Regions from separate parts of the Mus musculus genome. Here region 1 is linked to region 2. The links are chromatin contacts, called in public Hi-C maps. All regions are on one chromosome and are shown on one strand. Each heading gives the region's core, a stretch centred on a gene start, on an enhancer-like site or on the middle of the called end of the contact. The rest is flanking DNA. Distances are from core to core; before and after follow the strand shown. Region 1 has its middle 17 kb from the start of Tnfsf4. Region 2 has its middle 33 kb from the start of Gm31869.

Region 1 (6,827 bases), core at 4,104-6,603, 360 kb after region 2:
AGAAATGTTCCCACCAACACAGCCACAAAAACTCTTATATACAGTCTGCCCTGCCTGAAAATATGCCAGGGCAATGGTGGCACAAAGCCCATGCAAGTAACCAACCAATGTCTGATTTGACTTCAGGCCCCTCTGTGAGATGGATCCCATACCTGACATGGCTTGGAAGACTAAGAACCAGAAACTAGTTAGCCCAGAAATCCAGGATAAAACTAAATAATACTGGTCAAAAAGGGGACCAATACAATGACTCCAAATGATATTCTGCTATGCTTATAGATCAATGACTTATTCAGCCATGACCAGAGAATCTTCCTCCTGTAGCAGACAGCAACAAATATAGAGACTCACAGCCAGACATTAAGCAGAGACAGAAACCTTGGAACACACTGCTTTAAATGGGATGTCTCCATCAAATCCTATCCCCCAGTTCTCAAGGAACTGTGAAGAAGAGGAGGCAGAAAAGAGTGTAAGAGTCAGAATAGACAGAGGATCACACACACACACACACACACACACACACACACACAAAACAAAAGCAAGCAAACAAACAAAAAACCCACAGGCCCTCTCAATCAACTGAACAAAGCTCACAGAGATTCAAGCATGGGCCTTCGTGGGTCTGTACCAGGTCCTATGTGTATGTACTATAGCTTTCTGCTTAATATTTTTATGGGACTCCTGAGAGTGAGAACAAGAGGGTCTCTGATTCTTGTGCCTTCTCTTGGGTTCTTGCTGTTGGTTTGCCTTGTCTAACTTCAATGTGATGGTTTTTGTCTTATTATATTTTATTTTGTTATGTTTTGTTGTTATAACTTAGAAACTTATTCTTTTCTAATGAGAGACAGAAGGGGATTGGATCTGGTTGGGAAAGGCGGTGGGAAGGAACTGGGAGGAGTAGAGGGAGGGGAAACTGTAAACCAGATATACTGTAGGAAAAAAGAATTTATTTTCAATTTAAAAAAGGGGGGGGATGCCTGGAGAAAAGAAAATGACCGTACACAGTAAAGGTAAAAGATGAATGTGACATCAGGAGGTGAAGTCCACATCCAGGCTAGGGAAAGCCTGTTTATCACATAGCTAGTGGAAAGTCACTGGGAACTTTCAACTAGGGGCTGACTTCAAAGGAGAAATTGGCATCAGATTTCAGCTTTGCAAAGCCAGCTGTCTGGCTTGTGTGAGACAGAGAATCCTAGCAAGACAGGGGATCAAACGAAGATGAGTGCGGAATCCATCATAATTCAGACAAGATGTGAAAGGCCTTGAGTTCTGGGATATGACAAAAGAGGACACAGACGACGAGACTCAACAGACCACAGGCGGAACCTGAACAAGATCAACTGGGCTCCATGAGAAAGGTGAAGGAAGCAGAGAGATTTCTAATTCATCGGGGCTGAGTAACTGTGAGCGGCTACCACAAGCCACGATTAGGCTGCACAGAGGAGATGTAATTTGCAAGCCCAGAGCTCAGTTGTACGCACCTCCTCATTTAAGCACACCACACTTTCCAAGAACTGCTCTCTTTTCCTAATTACGTAGGCGAGAAAAACAAAAGCCAAGAGTGTGTGTAATTTGGCTGGGGTTACTGGCACACTCCACTTAAGCGACATTCAGTGATTTGGATCACTGAATTCTAATCCCAGACACTGTATTGGCTGTATGGCCTTTCCCCCTATTTTGTCTGAGCCCTAATTTCTCCCTTTTTGAAATTGAATATGTCGTTGTTGCTGCTGCTGTTGTTCAGGATTTGTATGAAAGTTAAGTGGAACTACTACCTAGGCAGCATGCAAAAGAGAGGAAGGATATAATAAATGCTCAAGAGAAGTTTGTGAATATTCAGCAGCTGTGGTTACTTGCACAAGATGAAGTCTGTCAACTTTCCATTGTGAATAGGGGAGGGGCTCCCGAGCCACCCACCGCAGGCTCCCTGGGGTGCTGTTGGCACTTAATGATTGCTGGGGAAGGGGAGATGTTTGCTTCGGTAGCAGAACTATTGTTATGCAGTCTCCACTCTTTTAAATAAGCCCAGGCCAAGTTTACTCAAACAATTCTAATTAAACTCAATGGTCACAATGACAAGAAAAACAAAAGACATGAAAATAGGAGAGCAATCTAGGGAGAAGAAGGGACATGGCAGGAGAAGGAAGGATATGAGAAAGGAAAATGGAAGGAAGGTGAAAATAACATACACACATACATAAATACATACATACATACATACATACATGCATGCATACAAACACACACACACATACATACAAAACTGTCAACAAGTTTGAAGGTATTAGCATCCCAGCAGTTCATGCCCAAAGTTAAGATTATAACAACATTATTATTCTATAATCACTCTAAACAAAACCTAGATGTGTTTTCTCCATCCAGTCGGCCTTAGCCTTTGGTCCTCTTCTCCTTTCTCATTGTTATGACTGAAGATCAATATGAGAGTCTGAGTACCTGTGATGAGCGTTCTCTCCGGGTAGGTACTGATTGAAACCTGAAATAAAGTCTGACTAAGCAAAGGAGCCATAAAAAGCAAACGACAAGATAGGAAAACTCCACCACATAGGTCTGCAATGACAAACAAGGAAAAGTCCCAACTGTAATCAGAAGTTAGTTGCATCAGTGAAAAAAGCCACATGCACTACAGCCATCACTCATCATGGCCTGTCATAAGAATCTTGAAACTGGAAATCCAAAAAGAAAAAGGAAAACTTTCCCTGAGCCCACACAAGTACAGCAACCTCCTTCATCATACCACAGTGCATTCTAACATTCAGAAGCCACATACACTAGTTCTTCTTCTCCATTGCTCTTTGGCAAGAGCAGTTAAGGACAGTGAGCCCTCAACACAGTTAATCATCAAAGCCAATGACTTTTAAAGTTCAGATTAGAGTATAATGATTAAAAAGGACATGGAAAGCAAAAGCCTGACCTGGCAGAGTTCAAAGCTAGCCTTATTTACATAGTGAGTTGAGGGCCAGCCTGAGCTGCATGAGACACTGTCATCAAAATGAAAGAACAGCAAACAGCTGACGTAGGAAAGTATCAGAAATAGTGGGGTAAAGGCAAGACTATGTAGATACACGCATGTGCTGAGCTGTCATGCTGTGTTTTGGAAATTTAAGACCTTTCCCACAGCAGATATCATGCTAGTCTCGGCAAGGTTCCATCAGATGATGTCTCTGGTCCCCTCAGTCTATGAGGGACACTAACACAATAGGACTGCCTTTGAATCTTGGCTGGCTGTAGCTTTTCAGCCATAATGGAAGAATCGTTGGAGGAACTGGGTAAAAAAAACTTAACCTTCTAAAAATGTCTCATGAGTGAATGTGGTAAAGAGTATGATGACTCCCCACACCCGCCCTCTGTTTTGTGTACAACGGAAAAGCTATGTGAAAAAGCTATGTGCAGACACTTGCAAACCAAGAGTTTCCCAGGAGCACTTTGGTCTTGTTCCTCTTTCCTCGAGATCCAGAAGAAAATTACTTTCTGAGAGAGAGAGAGAGAGAGAGAGAGAGAGAGAGAGAGAGAGAGAACAAGTTCACTTTCTCCCTAACCTCTCAGAGTTGCAAGAGGTGACAGTAACATGACACCTATGAGTACCTGATATATGGCTTTTAATAAGCAGACTTGTCATACATCCAGAGTTTCAGTCTCACTGGAGCAGGGTTTCCTTTTTAATGGGAATAAACCTTTAAAAAGAAAAAAGAAAAGAAAAACAAAAATAAACACACACACACACAAAAAAAAAAACAACAATGGAAAGGTACTCATCAGTTAAGAGTGTTGTCTGTGTCACCAGAGGATCTTAGTCCTTGCACCCACACGGCTGCTCTCACAATTGTCCATAACTACAGCTTCCAGAATGTGATTCACTCTTCTGGCCTCTTCGGGCACTGCATCCATGTCATACACACGTGTGCTGGCTAGTCTACTATCAAGTTGACACATGTAGAGTTACTGGAGAGGAGGAAATTTCAATTGAGAAAATTCCTCCATAAGATCAGGCTGTAGGCAAACCTGTAGTATATTTTCTTAATTGGTGATTAATGTGCAAGGGCCCAGACCATTAAGGGTGGTGCTATTCCTGTTCTGATGGTCCTGGGTCCTATAAGAAAGCAGGCTGAACAAGCCACGAAGAGCAAGCCAGTAAGCAACATCCCTCCATGGTCTCTGCATCAGCTCCTGCCTGTAGCTTCCAACCCTGCTTGAGTTCTTACCTTGGATTTCATCAGTTGACTGTGATTTAAGATATGTAAGTCAAATAAACTCTCTATATTGGTCATGATGTTTTAACACATCAGTAGAAACACTAAGGCAACACACATGCAGGCAAACACCCATACACTCAAAATAATAAAATAAAAATTTTTAAAAAATCTCAGTGAGAACTTGGTTACAATTCATCCCGTTTCTATTGCTTACTATCAATCTAGAAAAATACATTGAGCATTTGTGTGGAAGAAAAATCTAAAGAAAATGATAAAAGTTATTTTATGAGAGGGGAGTATGTAAAGGTGAATTCAGAAATTCATTTGGAAAGACGGTAATGGAGAGGGTTGGCTAAGAGAAACCAACCGTAGCATAATTCAAGTGTGAGGCTCAGGATCATGTCTCATTGTGGTTTCCTCTTTTATATATATACTTTTTCTTCTCTTTGCAAAAATCTCCTAAAGATGTAAACAACCAGGGAAACCCCATGTATTGGCAGGAAACAGAAAAGGAGAGGGGAACTCTACTGTAAGTGCATCTTGCCTCAGCAAGGGTCCAGGGAAAAGATGCGCCGCCTCCTGGGGGATGGGGAGGAAATTGTGGGAGCCAGCACAAAAAAGCAGACCAGCTGATCCCATAACGCCTCAGCAGAGGAAGAGGACATGAAAGAGGGGCTTGCCTGAGGGGGATGCCCATCAACTTAGCAGAGACTGCAAGGATATGACCTAGCCCAAACCCCAGGGTGATTTCCTCTGAACTGAAAATCAGGAAGGACATGATAGAGACGAAAATTAAATTCAGAAGCCTCTAAAGCTAAAGACATCATCATGTTTTAGGACTTTATCTTATTGTTTTCTTTATTGGGTGTGGGCACCATGGGAGGGTGTGGACCTGTGAGTACTGTTGAAGGGCAGAGATGTCCATTCACCTGGAGCTGAAGCTACAGGCAGTCATGAATCAACTAATATGGGTACTGGAAATCAAATGCAGTTCCTCTGGGAGAGCAGAAGGCTGAACTACTGATTCATCTCTACAATCCCCCACTGCATCTTTTTAAAACTCTTGCTACCACCCTGGTCCCAACACTCATCCACTCATGGGTAGATCTTAGTGGTGAGAGCTATTCTTATTGAGTTCCTTGAAACCCCCACTGAATACTTTGCATATAGAAGCTCACTGAGTCATCAGGAGCATCAAAACAATGAGGACACAGGTTCACAAAAGCTAGATGACATCTTTAGAGTCACACGGAGACTTGTGTGGCCAAAAGTCAAACTCTGGTTCTCCCTAGCTACAAAGCTTCTGTTGTCCCACACAGGTGGCAATGGAGAGTCCTGAGACTGAGTGCATGGTGTGCTTACTGTATGGTACAGCAGCAGGTAGAGACAGAGTCTGACCAGAAGACAGCTTCCCCACCCAAACCTTGGCTCTAGCCAGGCCTGTCTCCACCACCAACTAAGCTCCCTGTCCACCAGATTCTTTGGCACCTTTTTGCAATTAAGTGACTCATTCCTCCCACCATCCCCTGCTCCTCTCTTCCTGTCTATATCTTAGCCCTCCTGTCTGCCACTGGGCTTTAATAGAACCACTCTGTTTTCTCTCTGTTCTCACCGTGACGTTTCTTTGCATAGGAACAGTGAGCAACTTTCTGAACAGTGGTTTTGGGTTTTTTTTGTTTTTTGGGTTTTTTTTTTTTCTATCTTTCTTATCCATAGCAACTGGGAAGTGAAGGACCTGTGGTGAAAGGTTAGCTAAATGCCAGTGGTTATATTGATATAGAGGTCTCCTCCCTCCAGCTTCACACTGAAAGAGGAATCTGCAATAAGAAACAGAAGTCGCTGTTTCAGGTGCAAACACATGTCCTTTTCTTACTCTTTTTGACATCTAAATGCCACTTTTTTTTCATAAGTTAGTAGTGGAGTGAGAACTTCATTGAAAATAGAAAAAAAAAATTATAAATCACTCCCTGAATCTCCGTAGAAAGCTTCTACTTGGCAAAGAAAGTAATCCACCAAATTGTGGTTATCAGCTGTGCCCTCCCCTAAGTTAGTCTATGTTGTATGGAACTGGCCTTTAGGCTGTGCCTTGCCCCCAATGACGTCATTTTACAAAGCGGACCTCATACTTTCAGAAGGGTAAGTCCACAGTCAGCTGGTCCAGGTGCATTTAGGACTGCAGCAAAGCAGAAGCATCATGACAGAAGCTATGACAGAGAAGGGCTTGTCCCCTCCTGTCACCAAGCAGCCAGAAAAGAAGGGTCCAGGGACAAATACCTTTTGTTGTTGTTTCCTCCTTTGCCCAGGGCTTAGCTGTCAGTCCCACTCCTGACTTGCCCATCCCTCCCAGCTTAGCTCAGTCAATGGGCAGCTACTGCCTTTCCAGGGAGCTCTGATTGCCCCAGCCCCTCCCTGCTAGCTTCGCCAAGCTGCCAGTATTGCCTTGGGGCTTCTCTCTATCTCTGCCCATCTTTGCTCCATGGAAGAAAAACACCAACAGCTCTATTATCTTAGAACTTGCCAGATAACACAGTTGTTGGGCACAGAATCTTCTGCCCTAACCTTATCAGCTAGTCTATATCAGCCATCCTCTGGTGGCAGAGGCCACAGGCTCTAACT
Region 2 (7,575 bases), core at 1,422-3,921:
GTGTGTTTGCTTTGAAGACCCAAAGTTGATGTCTGTGTCTTCTTTTCTCTGTCTCTAATTTATTTACTGAGTTAGAGTCTCTTGCTGAACCTAGAGGTGGCCAAATATTGCAGATATAACTGGCACCCTTCCCTAAGGAAACCCCCGTCTCTATCTTTCAAGTGTGATTATAGATGATCTCCAAACCTACTTGGTTTTCACATAATTTCTCCATATCTCAACTCTGGAACTCAGACCTGTGTAGCAAGTGCTTTACACTGGGAGGTACTGCTTGCCCTTGAGTAAACACAGTAATGATTGATTTATGACTGAAAGTATATCCAACACACACTTATTTTTCATACTGGATTCTAATTGAAGCTTGTTACAATTATGTAAAAGCTACACATGCATTGTGACTTATTCTATTTCAAGATCCCACAAATATGTAGTAGTTTTTGGATCACATGATGCTTTGTCAGAAGGACATTTTCATATCCTCTGCAAATTTTGTTCAGATAAAAGAAAGGATTCCTCAGATAACCTTTGGAAAAGTTCTACAGCAGGAACTAAGCCCATTGGGAGCACCTGTCTCGTTCCCTTGGCATGTAATCACACAGGCTCCGCTCTGCACAATGGATACATAGCTCTCTTAACAGCAATGCTGTAGTTACTTTATCCAAAGTGGTGATTTTATCATTGTTATCAGTAAAGGAAGAAGTAAACCACCAATGAGTTTGCTGTGTTTTCCCACATGGAGCCTTTATAACAAATATATCAAAAGGTAATTTCAGAGGTGAGACAGACTGTAGTGGCCATGTATCCAAACAAGATTATTTTATTTGATGATGTTCAAGTCCCTCCAAATAGTTTCTAATAACTGGAAGCCTCAGTAAATGTAATTATGTGCACCACACTTTCTCCACTCACGTTTGTCTTTGCATACAATAAAATTCCCTCCGTGTATATGCTGTTCTGAATATTGGCAAATGCGTAGTTATAGAATTACACCACAATCAAGTTACAGAATTGCCCTAATACCACCCCAAATCCTTGTTTTGTTCATTTATGGTCGACTTCTTCCATCCTACTCAACACTGCTGTGCTGCTCTGTAAGTCTGCTACTAAAAAAACTTTTAGTTAGTTTTGTTAGTTGAGTAAATGAACAATTGAATAAAAATAATAATAAATGAAAAATTAAAATACAGGAAAGAAGTAAAACTAGGCAAGAGTGGGTAGGTTTAGAATGACCTCTAGGCGTACTTCTAATTTCTGTCAGTAGATGGCAGTAGAAGCCAATGCCCATCTAGAAACCCTCCAAAAATAAAAGCCGCATTTTGGGATAACCTATTATAGGCAAGACACTTTATTAAGGGTCTATCGAGGTGGGAGAAGGAGGGTGATTAAAATCTAAAGATAAATAGAGGAAACCTTTGAGTAGGGATGTACTGTGTGTTTCAAATGTGCTAAAGGACCAGTTTTTACATATCTAAACTCTGTAGCAAGCAATGGGGCTTGAGAGAGGCAGAAGATGGAAGAGCAGGTAAGGGCCATCCTACAAGGTAGGATGATGATAAAGCATCAGTTAACTGAGTCTTTCTACAATACTTACATGGATCAAAACACTACATTTCATCCCACAAATGATATGCACAATTATACACTTAGCTAATTATAATACTCACTCACTTGGGAGATTATATTAAAATATGTCCTAATGTAAGTACAAAGTAATCGGTTATGTCTTTAAAATTTTTTTAAAATTAAATTTGCTTATCTATCTTTTTATATGTGTGTGTGTTGTCCCCTGGTGTGCATTTGAAACTTGGAGAAGTCAGTTCTATCTTCCTACCATGAGGGTTTGAGGAATCAGATAGGTTATCTGGCTTGGCGCCAAGTGCCTTTACCCACAGAGCCAAGAGCCACCTCACTGGCCCCCATGTTTCTTTGACACTGTACTCTTGCTCTTTTCTTCCTAGATAGAGTCTTGAGATGAAGCGTAAGCTTGCTCACAATCCTTTGGGCTCAGCCTCCTGAGGGTTGGGATTATAGTTGTCTACCACCAACCTGCCCTGGATTCACTTCTCAAAACCAACTCTAGACAGAATTACAGGGACAGAATGTGACTTCTGCTGCTCCGACCTCAGTGAGTTTGCTGTAGTTCTTCTAGAGGTCCAGACCTTTTCTTTTCTGATTTCCTCTGCGGTCTCTCTAGAGGTGCATGGGGAAGAGTTGGGCTCTCCTCTATCACCCGTCCTCCATCTGTAGTAACTACCTGGGCTAAGCAGACACAGGAGAGAGAAAAGAGGTGAGGGTTATCCTATAATCTTGCCACCAGGCTTCCTCTGGGGGTTCAGGGTGCTTATAGAGTGGTCTGGGATCTTCCATTTTGTCTTCCCCGTGTGCCAGCCTGAGGATGGCAGAAATTCAGGCTGCGGAAACTCTAGTTCTCAACCTGTGGGTCACGACCCCTTGGGGGGGGGTCACGGATACCCTACATATCAGGCATTTACATTACAATTCACAACAGTAGCAAAATTACATTTATGAAATAGCGACGAAATACACTCATGGCTGGGAGGTGGTCACCATAGTGTGAAGAACTGTGTAAAAGGGTCTCAGCATTAGGAAGATTGAGAACCACTGCTTGGTTGTAAGCCATCACCAGGTGGCAGCAGAAAACCGTGAAATCACAAGATTCGGATTTTGCCCCCTGAGTCGTGGACCGGAAGGGTTGAGGGAAGAGGGGTGGATAGTCAAGAGGAATCCGTTATCCTTCTTGTTAATGTCAATGATTCCTGCTACCTCACCAATGAAAGTGTCAGCCTGGGTTTGTTCTCCACACAACCATAGAATAAAATTATTAAAGCATCCTATTGGAATCCTGAAAGAACCCGATCCAGAGCAAAGTCCCACTCTTAATCTCGGCATACCAGCTAGCACAAACTAACTGAGTAACAGACATTTAGACCTGGGATGGATATTTGGGGAAGAAAATGACAAGAAAGAGGGAAGAGTCAATAAAACCAAAGCTGTGCTGCTTCCCGAAGGAGCCTTGGGCCATTGTCTCCTGTTTTCAGTAACAGAAGCCGGAGGCCCAGTCTACACTGGCTGCGGAAATCTGTTCTTGGCTCCCAGTCTCTTAGCAAAGCCCGTGAGTCCTCTGGAGGGCGAAGTGTGGAGAAGTCTGGATGAGGTTTTTTTTCGGCCCACTGACTCTTTTCCTTCCTGAGCAGCTGAAGAATTCTGATGTGGTTTTGTGGTTTTACAGTAAGCGTCCCGGCTCTTGTGGACACAGTGTGCTTTCAGTTTCTGAAAGTGAGTCAGATCGACTTTCCTCTTAGGAGTAAGAGTGACCCTTGCTCAAAAGGGCACTATGACTAGAAAGACGAAGCAGCTGAGGCCACCGGTGCCGGAGTGCTTGCGTTAGAGCAGTCGCTGGTTTCTGGGTCTTATGGGTAATTTTTTTTTTTTTTTTAAGGTGAACTGTTGAGATCTTTTTGCCCATCGTGAGTGACACTGTTGATGCGGTCTAGAAAAGGACTCAGAGTTTCATTTGATCAGCTAGTCATGACAAGGGCGTTTCCAAGTGGGTTAGTTGTTGTCATTATGCTTTTAAGTCTCTTGCCTATTAGAAAGCTCATGATACTGAGCCATTTGACCAGAACGGGTGACATCTTCGAGGCCCATTGAGTGTGAAGAGCCAGCCAGTAAACAGAAGGTTTCTTGGGGTCTAGCTTTCTTTCATGGTTCCCCTTCCAGTGATTTTTTTTTTTCATGAAAATACGTAGGTGGCACCTCCTCTGGCAGCTGCTATGCTTTCCTCAAGCATGTAAATGACACGTTGTGACGTATGTCGTCACCTTCATAGCCTCGATGAGCACTGTCAGTTCACTGTGGCATTTCTTCTTGTTGAGATTCTTCTCATTCTACGTTTCGGCCAGCGACTCCCACGGGTGACACAGGGATGCTGGGCACTCAAGAGGAAACCTATTTGCATGTCTGTTCTAGAATTTCAATTTAACATCGCTCCTTGGAGTCTGAGTCATGGCAGGACCACCTCGGGCAGACTGTGGTTCTTTCTTTAAGAGTTAAACCCACCTGATGCTGAGAAGGAGCAAGAGATCATACTCTCCATCAATCCAGCCCTGACGAATCTTTGCTGCCTATGCCTTGCAGAGTCTATGTTGGAAGGCAAGAGAGAAAGAGACAAAGAGCAGCCAGGTTGGGGGGTGGGGGAGAGGAGACAGTAATTAACCACTCAGCTATTCAAGACTTCTGCATTTTGTAAGGGTATAAAACTTGCTCCTACCTCACAAAGGAGAATTTCCCACTACTTTCAGGTACTTGGCCTGTCACTGGCAGTCCTTAGGAACTACACAGTAGCATATGCTGGAGCACACTAGGTTTAGCAGAGGGACATACGAAACCGCTGTGCCGTGCGAGATCCGGCAGGTGGTAGCTCCGTAAACCTCTTTCTATAAGGTGTCAAACTCACATTGTATAAGCACCCGGTGCGTGTTGTTTTAGGTGGGAGTCTTGGTGGGAGTCTTGATTACCAGGTGTGGCATGAAGTCTAGATTACAGGTATGGACTTGCTGGGGAGAGTCTAGAGTCACTGTGAGAAGTGACCAAATGGCTAGAAAATTCTAGAAAAATCTACTCACTGAAACTATGTCAAGCTGACGAGGAGCTGTTGGTAATGGGATGAAGCTCAAAAACCTTTCCTCAGAACAGTGCCTCATAGAGAGCAAAGTGCAGGGTTACAAAGGAGCCAGTTATATTGAAATACGGTTTTCAAAATATTCATGATTACACACACACACACACACACACACCCCATTAGCAATAACTGGTGGGTTGAATGTTGTGACTTCCGTGATGATGAGCATAAGTGGATCTTGATGAATATTATTTGCATTGCATTACTTGCAAGGATTACAAAAATATGGATGAGGGCTGGAGAGATAGCTCAGAGGTTAAGAAAACCTGAATTTGAGTCCTAGAAGACCACGTATAAATAAAGTCTTGGTTGTCGTAGCTCATGCTTGTAACTCCAGCTCTGGGGAGGTAGAGATAGGCAGACATCCGTGACTTGCTAGCTAGCCAGCTTAGCTTACATGGCAAGCTCCAAGCCAGGTTGAGTCTCAAAAATATGACCATACCCTGAGATCTGAGGTTGTCTTCTGGCTTTCAATGCATGTATGTGTGCACATGCATGCACACAAGAATGAATACGCTGTTTCTAACTCAGAAAAGTAAGCCCCAAGCTTACTGTATCACAACTCTGTTTATTCATACACATGTTTTTTTTCAGTGTTCAGGTACAGAAAACCAATGCTAAAGAGACCTGTGGAGTTCAAACTACTGAACATTTGACCATGTTATCTGTCTAGGCACATCAAGAGCCATAGCCCTCTTAAGCAGAAAAGGAAAGTCCCAAAAGCTGAAACGACTTGGTTGAAGTCACATATTTCAGGTGGACAAAAAACTAGGGCTCTGGACTTCTGAAGTTTTCTTCAAGTGTCTGTTTCAAGATCAGGTGTGAGTCTGTTTACACAGAAAAGTAACATTTAGATCTGCCTTCTATAGTCTCCCTTTTCAATTAAAATTATCAGTATTTCTAAAGCCAGCAGTCTGTCTACTGTTAATTAGATTTATTTTTCTGTGATTGAGCATGAGAGGTCAGTCTTGCCTGGGCCAGCTGCTTCTGAGACTGGTCCCTTAGCCATTCCGCAAAAGTGGGCACAGATTTCTGTTTGCCTCAGGCGACAGTGTAAGTCACCTTAGCCAGACTGCCTTGCTTCAAGCCATCCCCATGGAGTTTTGCTAAGTATTTATTGAGTAGGTGAGACTTTCAGGGTTTAAACTTTTGTTTATTCTCAGGATAGGTATGTATAACTTTGGCCAATTAGGGCTTTAAGTTGGTCAGCCTGACCTATCTCTTGAGAAGGATAATTGATAATTCTCAAATATAATGGTCTGAGTTTTAAAAAGTTAATTATTCTTTCACAATTTCAGATAAATATATGCACACACACACACACACACACACACACACACACACACTACTTTAATCCTGTTTTCTCCTTTCCATTATCTTCTTTGTCCCCCTTCCCTTTCCCATGTAACCTTCCTTTAACCAGTAAGTCCCTTCTATCTTCATTTTCTACCTCTTTTTCTTGTTTTTTTTGTTTGTTTGTTTGCTTGTTGTGTGTGTGTGTGTGTGTGTGTGTGTGTGTTTTCCACTACATAGGGATGCCTGCATGAGCATAGGTGGGCAGTTATTTATCCAACTAAGGGCAACTTAGCAGGGCTACACCATTGAGGAATAGGAGTCTTTCTTTCCCAGTAACCCTGGGAGGGGCGGGGCGTGATGAGCCCCTCCCCCGTCCCATGATGCGAGGCTGATTGATAGTGCTGGTCTCCGGTAGAGGTATAAGTTGATCCACTGCACCTCCTGCACCTTGTCAGAGTTTGGTTTTGGTTCTTTCCAGTGACCTCAAGCACACATGCATCGAATGGCTTGTCTTTGGACAGTAACTGAACATAAAGAAAAATTGACTTTTGTGTCCCACTTTTCACCTTCCCTCCCCATCACATTCTCCCCTTCTGATATTTATTTAATTTTCCTAAGAACACTGAGCCCAGACCTAGCCAAGGAACAGACATGTTCCTTGAATCTGATGTGAATACGGCATGGGTGTTGCATGAAGGACATACCTTACAGTGTTTGCGTGAAGGACATAGTTTCACAGCGCTAAGGAGCTCCACAGCATTCAGCGGGAGCAGCACAGAGAGGGAGGGCACTGTAGTGGTTAAGGGAGGCTTACTAAGTGGCTAAAATCAGACCACCCCCATGGAGAATGTTTTTTAAGAGTTTGACAGGTGGCTTGCTCACTTATACCTGTAAATCAAAGTTTCCATGTCCACCCCCCCTGCCCCAGCCAAGAAATGACAGATGTCATGCAGATGAACCTGTTGATGGTTAGCTTAACCAGACTGCGGCAGGTGAGAGGGTGGGGGATGTAAGCACAGAGAACCAGACACACAGAGAGAAACCGGCTCCGTCTCTGGAACATGGCCACCCTGAAAATGATCACGCTGTTTCCTCTTTGGCGAACTGAGGTGCTGGTGGGAGTTATTGAGACCCAGTCTCCATCAAACAACCAAAACGTTTCTCTTTCTCAGCGGGGGCAACAAGTCAGATCTGAAATTGATAGTTAAACCACAGCTTCGGTCACTTAGCTCCCCAAGACTCTAATCGCCCTTGTTAGCTCCCTTTACTCCCACACAGAAGCTGCCCTTTGGGGGCTGTGTGATGCCAGTAAATTCATCTCTCACAGGATCAGGCAGAATGGGCTCAGAGCCCCGTGAGATTTTCAGAATGCTTAATAGAGTATTAAAAGGGTATGTGGGGGTGGTTGATGCTATGTGCTATGCTATGCCCTCACGACCTATACCACCGCAGCTTTACCCAAATGGTAGTTTCTTCTCAAATTCACTTGCTGTAAATGCCTATTCATTAGCATACAACTGAATAGTTGATTAAGTTTTGGAGAAATCACACTTTGGGGGGGGGGAGTCAAATGACAT

What was found. A called contact is a pair of places that touch in the nucleus more often than the background predicts.
Region 1: a contact with region 2 is called in a Hi-C map of Th1 cells, with 4 times the contacts expected there. The contact joins two enhancer-like sites. A contact is called at or near these places in 13 of 39 promoter capture datasets (the SN4741 cell line, cranial neural crest, embryonic stem cells and 6 more), 2 of 15 datasets of contacts at CTCF or cohesin (CD8 T cells and large pre-B cells), 4 of 484 Hi-C or Micro-C datasets (Th1 cells, bone marrow-derived macrophages and embryonic stem cells), 7 of 115 datasets of contacts at active chromatin or transcription factors (the 230-238 cell line, CD8 T cells, bone marrow-derived macrophages and 3 more) and 1 of 9 other capture datasets (embryonic stem cells).

The regions. Positions count from the first base shown.
Region 1 is chr1:161,374,962-161,381,788 of GRCm38.p6, reverse strand. No RefSeq gene overlaps it. Among named protein-coding and RNA genes, the nearest start is that of Tnfsf4, 17 kb to the left of the region's middle. Within about 2 kb of position 5,353, at least 17 of the 459 cell types and tissues checked have an H3K27ac peak or open chromatin away from gene starts, as enhancers often do. A contact at or near this core is called in CD8 T cells and Th1 cells, where this site is marked.
Region 2 is chr1:161,730,742-161,738,316 of GRCm38.p6, reverse strand. No RefSeq gene overlaps it. Among named protein-coding and RNA genes, the nearest start is that of Gm31869, 33 kb to the left of the region's middle. Within about 2 kb of position 2,671, at least 158 of the 459 cell types and tissues checked have an H3K27ac peak or open chromatin away from gene starts, as enhancers often do. A contact at or near this core is called in CD8 T cells and Th1 cells, where this site is marked.